2 separate regions of the Mus musculus genome follow, and region 2 is linked to region 1. Evidence: chromatin contacts called from public Hi-C data. All regions are on one chromosome and are shown on one strand. The core of a region is the stretch at or near the end of the contact, and the rest is flanking DNA. Distances in the headings are between cores, read along the strand shown. Region 1 holds the start of Scn4b (sodium channel, type IV, beta). Region 2 overlaps BC049352 (cDNA sequence BC049352).

Region 1 (4,077 bases), core at 773-3,272:
GTGAAACCAAGCCTCAGAGAGGCACCAAGCCTGGATTTACCCGGGACTCTGTCTGTGACCTTGGCCCACACACACACACTCCATCCCTGGCCCACATATTCCTCTGTGTGTGTTTGGGAGGTGTGAGGGCACAGTAAGGGTCCTGTCAGCTAAAACATTCAGGGAACAGCAAGAGATTAGGAGATGTGTGTGGGGGTAGGGCACTGGGGGGGGGGACTGGTCACTTCCCTCTGCCACCGGGATCTAAAGATATCTCTGGAGTTCTATTCCCCCTCCCTCCTTGTTTTCCGGGCAGGGGTCACTTTCTTTCCCATTGGTTCACCTCCTCTCACCTCAGCCTAGAGCTGGGAGAAACATGACCCTGCTGTAAAAATAACACAGGCAGCCTGGATGCCTGGCCTTGCTTGCACAGTGGCAGGCCCTCCCAAAGGTCAAAACCTCTCCTGGACGTAGCTTCCCCTCTGGGGCCCCAGGCTTCTTTGAACTCAGATGTGTTGTGTGTTCAGCCTGTGTGCCCAGGGCTCTGCCAAGCGTGCTAACACGTCTTTATCTCTCTGAGTCTTTACATCCAGTTCTATTTCTAATGTTGGAAAGGCCTGGTGCAAGATACAGGTGCAAAAAGGCACACAAGTCTCAATGTAGGTAATAAATCAGGATAGAGGCGTGGTGGAGAACACCTTTCATCCCAGCACTCAGGAAGGGGAAGAAGAGGCAGGGCGATCTCTGAGTTCCAGGACAGTTTGGCCTACAGGGCTACACAGAGAACTCCTGTCTCAAAACCACCACCACTACAGCAATGACAGCAGGAACAGCAACTCAGGATCATTAAGTAAAGTTTATCTCCCATCCTCGGCCTCTGACTGCTTTTCCATGGTGGCCTAGAAGATGGGATTTCTTTTCAGACTCTTCCCCAGTCATCTTGCTTTTGTGACTGGTCCTGCAGCGACTGGGGTTCCACTCAGGAACCACCCACCTGCTTATCAAACTTATCCAAGAGGAGTCCAACTCAGCAACCCCTAGGGGAAACACTAGATTCTTGGATCCCCAGAACCCTTTAGAACTCAGAGGAGGTGTGTTCCCTGGACTCATGGGCTAGCATGAGGTCCCCTAAAACTAGGAGCCCAGGGCTGCCCTCCCTGTTGCCTAGCATTGAGGATGATGCTATTTTGCATCAGGAGGTAAATATCATGGGGTCACCATCCAGCAGACAGCAGAATTCTCCAGAAAAGTTGTGTGCTTTGTTCAGAGTTCTCCAGCAGCAAACACAGGGCATCAGAGCTGTTCAACTACCATGACAACCAACGAAGCAAAAGAAAACAAGGTTCTCCCCGCAGACAGTTAACATTCTGTATACAACCTCAATGGTCTCTTATGGCGCTGAAGCCTTTCAGGAACTCCGGGTTGGAAGATGGGTGGAGGGTGTGGCGAGGTGGAGGGTGTATTTCCAAGGTTTAACTGGTCTCCGGACAGTGAGGAGGATTTGTCCTGGAGGGTAGCTTGAGTAGTTGACTAGAGGTCTTGAGGGGGGACCTTCTTGGTGTTTACGGTTGCCTCCCCACCCCCGCCTCCCCGCGCTGGGGGCAAAGCACGCTGTCTCCAAGTGACTGCCTGCCAACCCTCTAAGAAGCAAAGAGTCTGTGCAGAAATGGGTTGGTGGGCGGCGTGCAGGAGACTTTGCAGGGGAAACTAGGTTTGCCACAGCCTAAAAGCCATCCGCAGAGCGAATGAGCGGCGCGGCTGGAGGCGACGCGTGTTGGTTCAGGGCTGTACCGGTCGTCCGCAGCGGGCAAGCCGGCACACGCCCACCGGCTGCGGCAGCGCCCGCTGCGGATGTCCTCCCGGCGGTCCCCGGAGAGGCAGCCGCTGCCCTTACTCGTGTTCTCTGAGCGGAACAAAAACAGCCTTCCAACAAACCTAAAAGCTCCACCTCTACTCCCCCGTGAACTCTTCTCCTAATTGGCAGCTCGGCGCTTGGGATGATGCGGGCGTCTGCGGGCTGGCCCTGCAGTGCCAAGCCGCAGCATTCCCGTCCCGCTGGAGAGGAAGAGGGCTGCCCAGGCTGGACCCTACGGCCGTGATACACGGCGCAACGGGCACTGTGCGAAACCGACGGGGACGCCGCCCCTCCTGCGGCTGGAGCGCTTCCAGAGCAGAGGCGCATCGCAGTGCCGCTCGCCCCGGCGTCCTCCCTTCAGCTCCGGCTCCTCCTCCCCCTTCCAGCCCCGGCTCCTGCAGCCGGCTCCAAGAGGCGGCGGGCGCGCCTCCCCCTCCTTGGTCTCCCCCTCGTCTCGCTCTCTCGCGGCTAACTTTCCGGAGCCCCGACCCGCGGCTCGGAGCTCCCCTGGCAGCTGCGGGGCCCACAGACGACCTCGGGTGGAGAGCCCGGCTGTCCCCACTATTCCATCCCAAGCCCCCGGAGCGCTCCAGAGAGAACAGGACCATGTCCCGGGCTGGGAACCGAGGCAATACTCAGGCGAGATGGCTGGGCACTGGGCTTTTGGGTAAGATAGCCCCAGCTTTGTCATTTCTCTCTCTCGCCTCTTTCTTAACCCCACCCCATCCTGAAGGAGGTGAAGAGAAGTGCCTTAGACAAGGTGGCACCAAATGATTGGGATGCCGGTCTTCCTCCGGACCCTTAGCTTTAAGACTATGTTCCCTGGGAACCTTGTGCATTTTCCCCAACCCCTGCCACCCGGGCAGTGAGTTTCTTGCTTTCTTTGATGCCTTTTGGAGCTAGGTGTTGGAGCTGCAGCAGGGAAATCCTCCTGAGACCGGAGTTAAGGCATGCTGGTGGGGTGGGGGCTGGGGTGTCTACTGCCTTGAGTGTGGGGGCTCCAGGGAGTTTGCAGGTGTAGCGGTGTCTGCCGCTCTTGCCTAGTACTATTGACTTGCTTGCTTCCCTGGCAGCAGGAAATGCTCCAATGGGGGACGAGGGTCTCCCTCCCGACTCTTCGCCAGGTTCTCCCCACTTCTTCCTTTCTGGTGTCCATTGCCACTCTTTCAAATGCTGGAAGGACTTAGAAGAACCCAGAGGACCACTCAAAGGCCACCTTTTCAGAAGGTCCTTGTCCCTCTTCCTTTAAAGGGTTTCTTTGGGGAAAGACCTGTTTGGCTTGCTACTGGCTTTTCATTTTGGGGAAGGCTGGGAAGAGAGAGGAGTCAGGCCCAGAGGACACAGAGGGTATAGACTCTTATGGCTATCTATTAATATTCACATGATGGTTTTGAGTGTCAAACTCCAAGAGATTAAGCAATGGTATTTATTAGTCCAGACCAGAATCTAATCTTCTACACAGCCTGACTTCCAATGTAAGCTGACTCCGTCTCTGGCACCTGTGCCTCTTCCTGTTTATATAAAGTCAAGTTTGGTTTTTGACAGCATAACCCACCCACCCACCCCCCACTGGATCAGGCACATGGTGGAGGTATCTGTGCTGGAAGCAGGGGGCACAGGCCTCTTATAGGAAGCCACTGCTGCTCTTGCGCCTGGAACTCACGTGCAGATCTGTCCTATGCGTACCCATCAGGTGTTGGGAACTGTGTTCTTTTTGCTCCTGAGCTCTGCCTTACCTCCCGGAGGCCATCAGATATAGGGCACTGATGTTTTGTTCCATACCATACAGATGTCGTACAGGTTTCATGGTGACTCTTTTAAAGTCCAAAGCTCTTCTTCATGGGATGGGTACAGTGTCATTCCACTGGAGTCCACACTTGGATCATCCTGGGGCTCTCCTGTGGCCACGGTAGGGATGAGAGGTCTCAGAGGTACCAAAGCTCCAGTCATTAAACCAGCCACTGTATGTCGTGGGTTGCTTTACCCCCGTGTTTGGTTGGTCAAGGGAGGGCTAGGCCTTGCCCTGCTAGACTATCCATAGAAGCAGGCTTCTGTGGACAGCCAAGAGGGCTCTAGGTACTGGATGGGGGAGGGGGTAAGTGGAGAGCAGGGCAGAGCTTTGGTATGAATAGGGCAGGGAGTTTGAAAACCATATCGATGAGCGATGAGCGTTGCAAAGAGTGAGGAATGTATAGCACAGAGAGGGATCGTAACCTGCCTAAGGGTGTGTGCCCAGCTGATGG
Region 2 (4,077 bases), core at 413-2,912, 82 kb after region 1:
TGTGGAGAAAGGCCTCAGCTTTCTTCACCATTTCTGCTCATCATGGATCTTGGTACCCAGCAGTTGTCTGGGTTCTTGCATCCCAGCATCCCAGCATCCCAGCATCCCACCTACACCTGGAGTGAGGCAGGACTCAGGGAATCTACTCTGCTTTTCTAGGTGAGGTAGCAAAGGAGTAGAGATGGACCCACACTGGGAATCATACTAAGAAGGGTCCCAGAGGCCCACTGCATCTGGTGCCTGTATTCTGTAGGTCTTTAAAGATGGTGGCCCATTAGTTGTGTAGTGTGTTGCTATGGAGACATCCTTTCATGCAATTTCTTACCGAACCCTTTAGACATTCTGAGCTGAGTTTGAAAGTCTGTCACAGTCCCAGAACAGAGAAATTATCTCTCAGCAAGCAGCAGGGATGGAGTCACCTACTGTGTGCTATTCCCCTTCCTGTCAGCACAGTCAGACATCATTACACCCTCCCCAGGTGACACCCACTTTACAAGCATCAGGTCACACAGGATAGCATTCTTTCCAAATGTGACCCTCTCACCTTACTTCACATTGGCCTGGTGCAGGAGAATTGTATTTATTGGGCATAAGAAGTCCCACACCTGTCTTGGGCTAGGCAGTCTTTGTAGGATGGTAGGATTTTGAAAGTCATTTTAGTTACCCATGCTGGCTTTTACAGATCCTCACACTGGACCAAAGAAGAGTTTACTAGTGCCGGTTGATTCAGTGAGACTGCATGACATACATCAGCCCTGGGCAAACCCAGATAATACTTGGCCTGGGGTGGGTCTCATCCTGCTCTGTCCCGGACCTGCTATCTTTCCCAGCCTGACTGTAACTTGCCTTTCTTGCCCCTTTGTGGCTCACTCTGGCTTCCCTCTTAAGCAGTGGGCTCTAACTGAGGGCCAAGAAAGCAAAGGGGTTCAGAGAGTGCTGGTTTCCATTTGGCAAGGAGACGGCACCAACCATTTTCTGAAGTGTGTGTGTGTGTGTGTGTGTGTGTGTGTGTGTGTGTGTGTGTGTGTGTTTATGTGTAGGTCAGAAGACAACTTGTAGAAGTTGGTTTTCTCCTTCTGCCATGTTGGTTCTGGGGATCAAACTCAGGTCTTTGGGCTTGGTTGCAAGCACACTCACCTGCTGAACCTTCCCCTCATTTCTTCCTGGTCCCTACAGGCTACCCTAACAGGAGGACATATTTAGTGTCTATCCCTGGAGTTCCAGGTGGGCCCATGTACTCTGCCATGCATGCATACCCTTTATTTGCTCTGCCCTTACTCCAGGAGAGAGGCACTCACCCCATGTTTCCTCACACTCTGAGTGAACAAATGTTCATAAAGTGTGTTTCTGACTAGGTGTGCCAAGTCCAGCCCCTGGCACAGTCCTCTTCCCTCGCTGGGCCCCTCCTATCCAGAACTCCAGAATTTCTTGTGTATCTATGCTTTGGCCACCTGACTATCCAGATCTGCCTACGCCCACTCCACCCAGGACCCATCCCAACCCAGGACTCTCCCATACACCTGGCCCTGGGGTGAATACCAGAGTTGATATTGCTTTAGAGGAGAAACCTCAATACAAGGTGGGGCAGAACTGGCACAAGGGGTATGGGATCACCTTGGGGCTACAGGAAGTCTCCAGGGCTGAGTAGGAGCCAAAAATGTGCTATGGACAGTAACTTCCTGCTTCAACAGAATAGTCCCACAACAGAGTAGCTGCCCCACATACTTGAGAGGCCTCTCAAGACAAACTCCCTACCACTGAGCTACAGTCTTTTGTTTGTCTGTTTGTTTTTGTTTGTTGTTGTTTTGTTTTCTATTTCTCGACAGGGTCTTATTGAGATACCCAAGGCAGATCCTTCACTTGTAATTCTCCTGCCTCAGCCCCCCAAGCCTGGAAATTCTTTTAAATGACTGTAGGACACGTTCTACTTATGTAGAACAGTTAGCTGCCCTACTTCCTTGGCGCCAACAGAGTTTACTCTCATGCCTGTGGTTAGCCTGATTCTGGAGCCAGTTATCAAATTATGAATGTAGGTGAATTGATGCTGAGTATAGCTATTGATTTTTTTAAAAATTTGCATTTAATTTCACAAAATGGCCTCATGGCTTCGCAAAACTCAATGCTCAGTGGTCTGTCGTCCATTTCTTCTCCTTTCTGGTCTCGTCGTTTGTTACAACTATATTTTCTCCTCTGAAGGAACTGGGTCTCCTGACTCCTCTGGTCTCTTAACTTCAGCCCCTTCCTGGTTTGGTTTCTAGGCCCCTGGAGAAACTCCACCATTTTCTTGCAAAGTGTCTTATCACAGTTGAACCACAACACTCTGACTCTGGAACAATTACCTCCCACCACAGCGGGCCCCGCGTGTGGAAGCTGAACTGTTACCCAGTTACATGGATGTGAGCATAGCAATAGTGTCATGTGATCCCAGGGAGTCCTCTCAGTGGTACCCCCAAATCAGGGTTCTTGCAGCGTTCTCAGACTCCCTTTAACTTAAGTGGTGTGTCACACTTCTCTGGAAGAGACTCTCCCTTTGTTTGTCTTCTCTACCAGAGATCTGTAGTGACTCTTGGGCCTCCTTTTCTTGTCTGTCTGGCAAAACAACAGTGTATGACAATTGAATAAACACACAACAAGCTAGGACTGGCCTGAAGAGGCAATTACATAAGCGGTTCTACCATTTAGCCTTCCAAGAGCCCTTCCCTTGTTGGAAAAGGAACCATTTCTGCCACTAGGGGGCGCACGGCTCACAGGAATGTGTTCTTCCGTGCTGTGGTGTGAAAGTTTGTAAGATTTTTACAGTGAGATATTTGCAGTGAGAACGTGGCTCATGTTCCTTCAAGAGCCAAGGGAGACAGAAGGAAATGGCTGTGTATATGTTATGGGGCAGAGGGCAACCATAGAAAGTAGAGAGAAAGCATTGCCTTCAAGAAGGAACGTGAATTGCCCAGATCAGGTCAAGCACAGTATCTTCTTCCAACCAGAGACAGTATGGCTACAGTATGACAGCCACTGTGATGTGATCTCAGGACTGCCCTCTGTACTTTTCAGTCACTGTCTCCAGAATTAGCCCTGCTTGGGCATTTACTGCATCCAAGAAACATTTGCCCTGAACCCGAGTGGGTTCTGCCTTGAGCTGGAGAGACAGGCTCTGGGCACACAGACATGGGTAAATCCATCTCCAGAGAAGGCAGGTGGGTCCCAAACCCGCAGTTCCAGGTACAGCATCTGTGTGTGACAGGGGGCTGCTGAATATGGCACTGTTGACTCTGGAACTTGAGTGATGGCTTCCTGCTGAATGCAGGATGTGCTGGGGGCCCTGAAAGGCCAGTGGGAAACTAGAGGGGAGGTTACAAGAGCACAGGTAGGACCATACCCTAGGCCATGGCCTTGAAGTAGGAGCCTAGTTGGCCCGTCCTCTTGGGTATGACAGGACAGTGCCAGGCAGTGTTTGTGGGATGAGGCTGCAGGGTAGAGGGTTATAGGGTGAGAGAGTATATTACCTTTCTAGTTGTGACAGCAGACACAGTTGAGGAAAGACCAAGGCCTTTCCTTTTAAGGAAGGAAACCTTTATTCTGGTTCATGGTTTGAGAAGCCATAGTTGGTGGAGGAGTCATGGTAGCGAGAACGGTGAGAAGCCTGGTCACATTACATCTGCAGTCAAGATCCACGGGGGGGAGATGTTGGTGTTTAGAGTGCGTGTGTGTGTGTGTGTGTGTGTATTTGTGTGTGTGTGTGTGTGTGTGTGCGCACGCGCGCGTGTGTGCTCGCATCTCCCTCTATTGCTTCTTCCTTATTTTCCCTGGATGCTGAGGATCTGAATTCATGTCCCCAAGTTTGCACAGGAAACATCTCTCCCACTGAGCCGTCTCCCAGCCCTCTTTTCTCTCTGTATTCAATCTAGGAACCCATCCCGTGGAATGCGTTGGCCACATTCAGGGTCTTCCTATAGCAATCAACCCGATGTACATTTGTGTGTCTAACAGATGATTCTGGATCACGTGAGATCGGCAAATGTTGCTAACCGTCACAGGGAGAGATGGTTGTTTTTGCCTAGAGGTGTAGAGGGGACATCGATC

The links. Hi-C and Micro-C count contacts between places; a contact is called where the count stands out from the background.
Region 2: a contact with region 1 is called in a Hi-C map of B cells, with 3 times the contacts expected there. The contact joins the enhancer-like site here to the promoter of Scn4b in region 1. A contact is called at or near these places in 3 of 39 promoter capture datasets (the C10 cell line, macrophages and pre-B cells), 2 of 15 datasets of contacts at CTCF or cohesin (large pre-B cells and pro-B cells), 15 of 484 Hi-C or Micro-C datasets (the AML12 cell line, B cells, the P5424 cell line and 7 more), 2 of 115 datasets of contacts at active chromatin or transcription factors (bone marrow-derived dendritic cells and large pre-B cells) and 2 of 9 other capture datasets (adipose tissue and liver).

What each region holds. Positions count from the first base shown.
Region 1 is chr9:45,136,602-45,140,678 of GRCm38.p6, forward strand. Scn4b (sodium channel, type IV, beta) reads left to right here and starts at 2,023. Exons shown (of 5, transcript NM_001013390.3): 1 at 2,023-2,501. The coding sequence starts at 2,441.
Region 2 is chr9:45,219,024-45,223,100 of GRCm38.p6, forward strand. The region is part of intron 1 of BC049352 (cDNA sequence BC049352); the gene reads left to right. Among named protein-coding and RNA genes, the nearest start is that of Tmprss4, 17 kb to the left of the region's middle. Within about 2 kb of position 1,663, at least 29 of the 459 cell types and tissues checked have an H3K27ac peak or open chromatin away from gene starts, as enhancers often do. A contact at or near this core is called in B cells, the P5424 cell line, adipose tissue and 2 more, where this site is marked.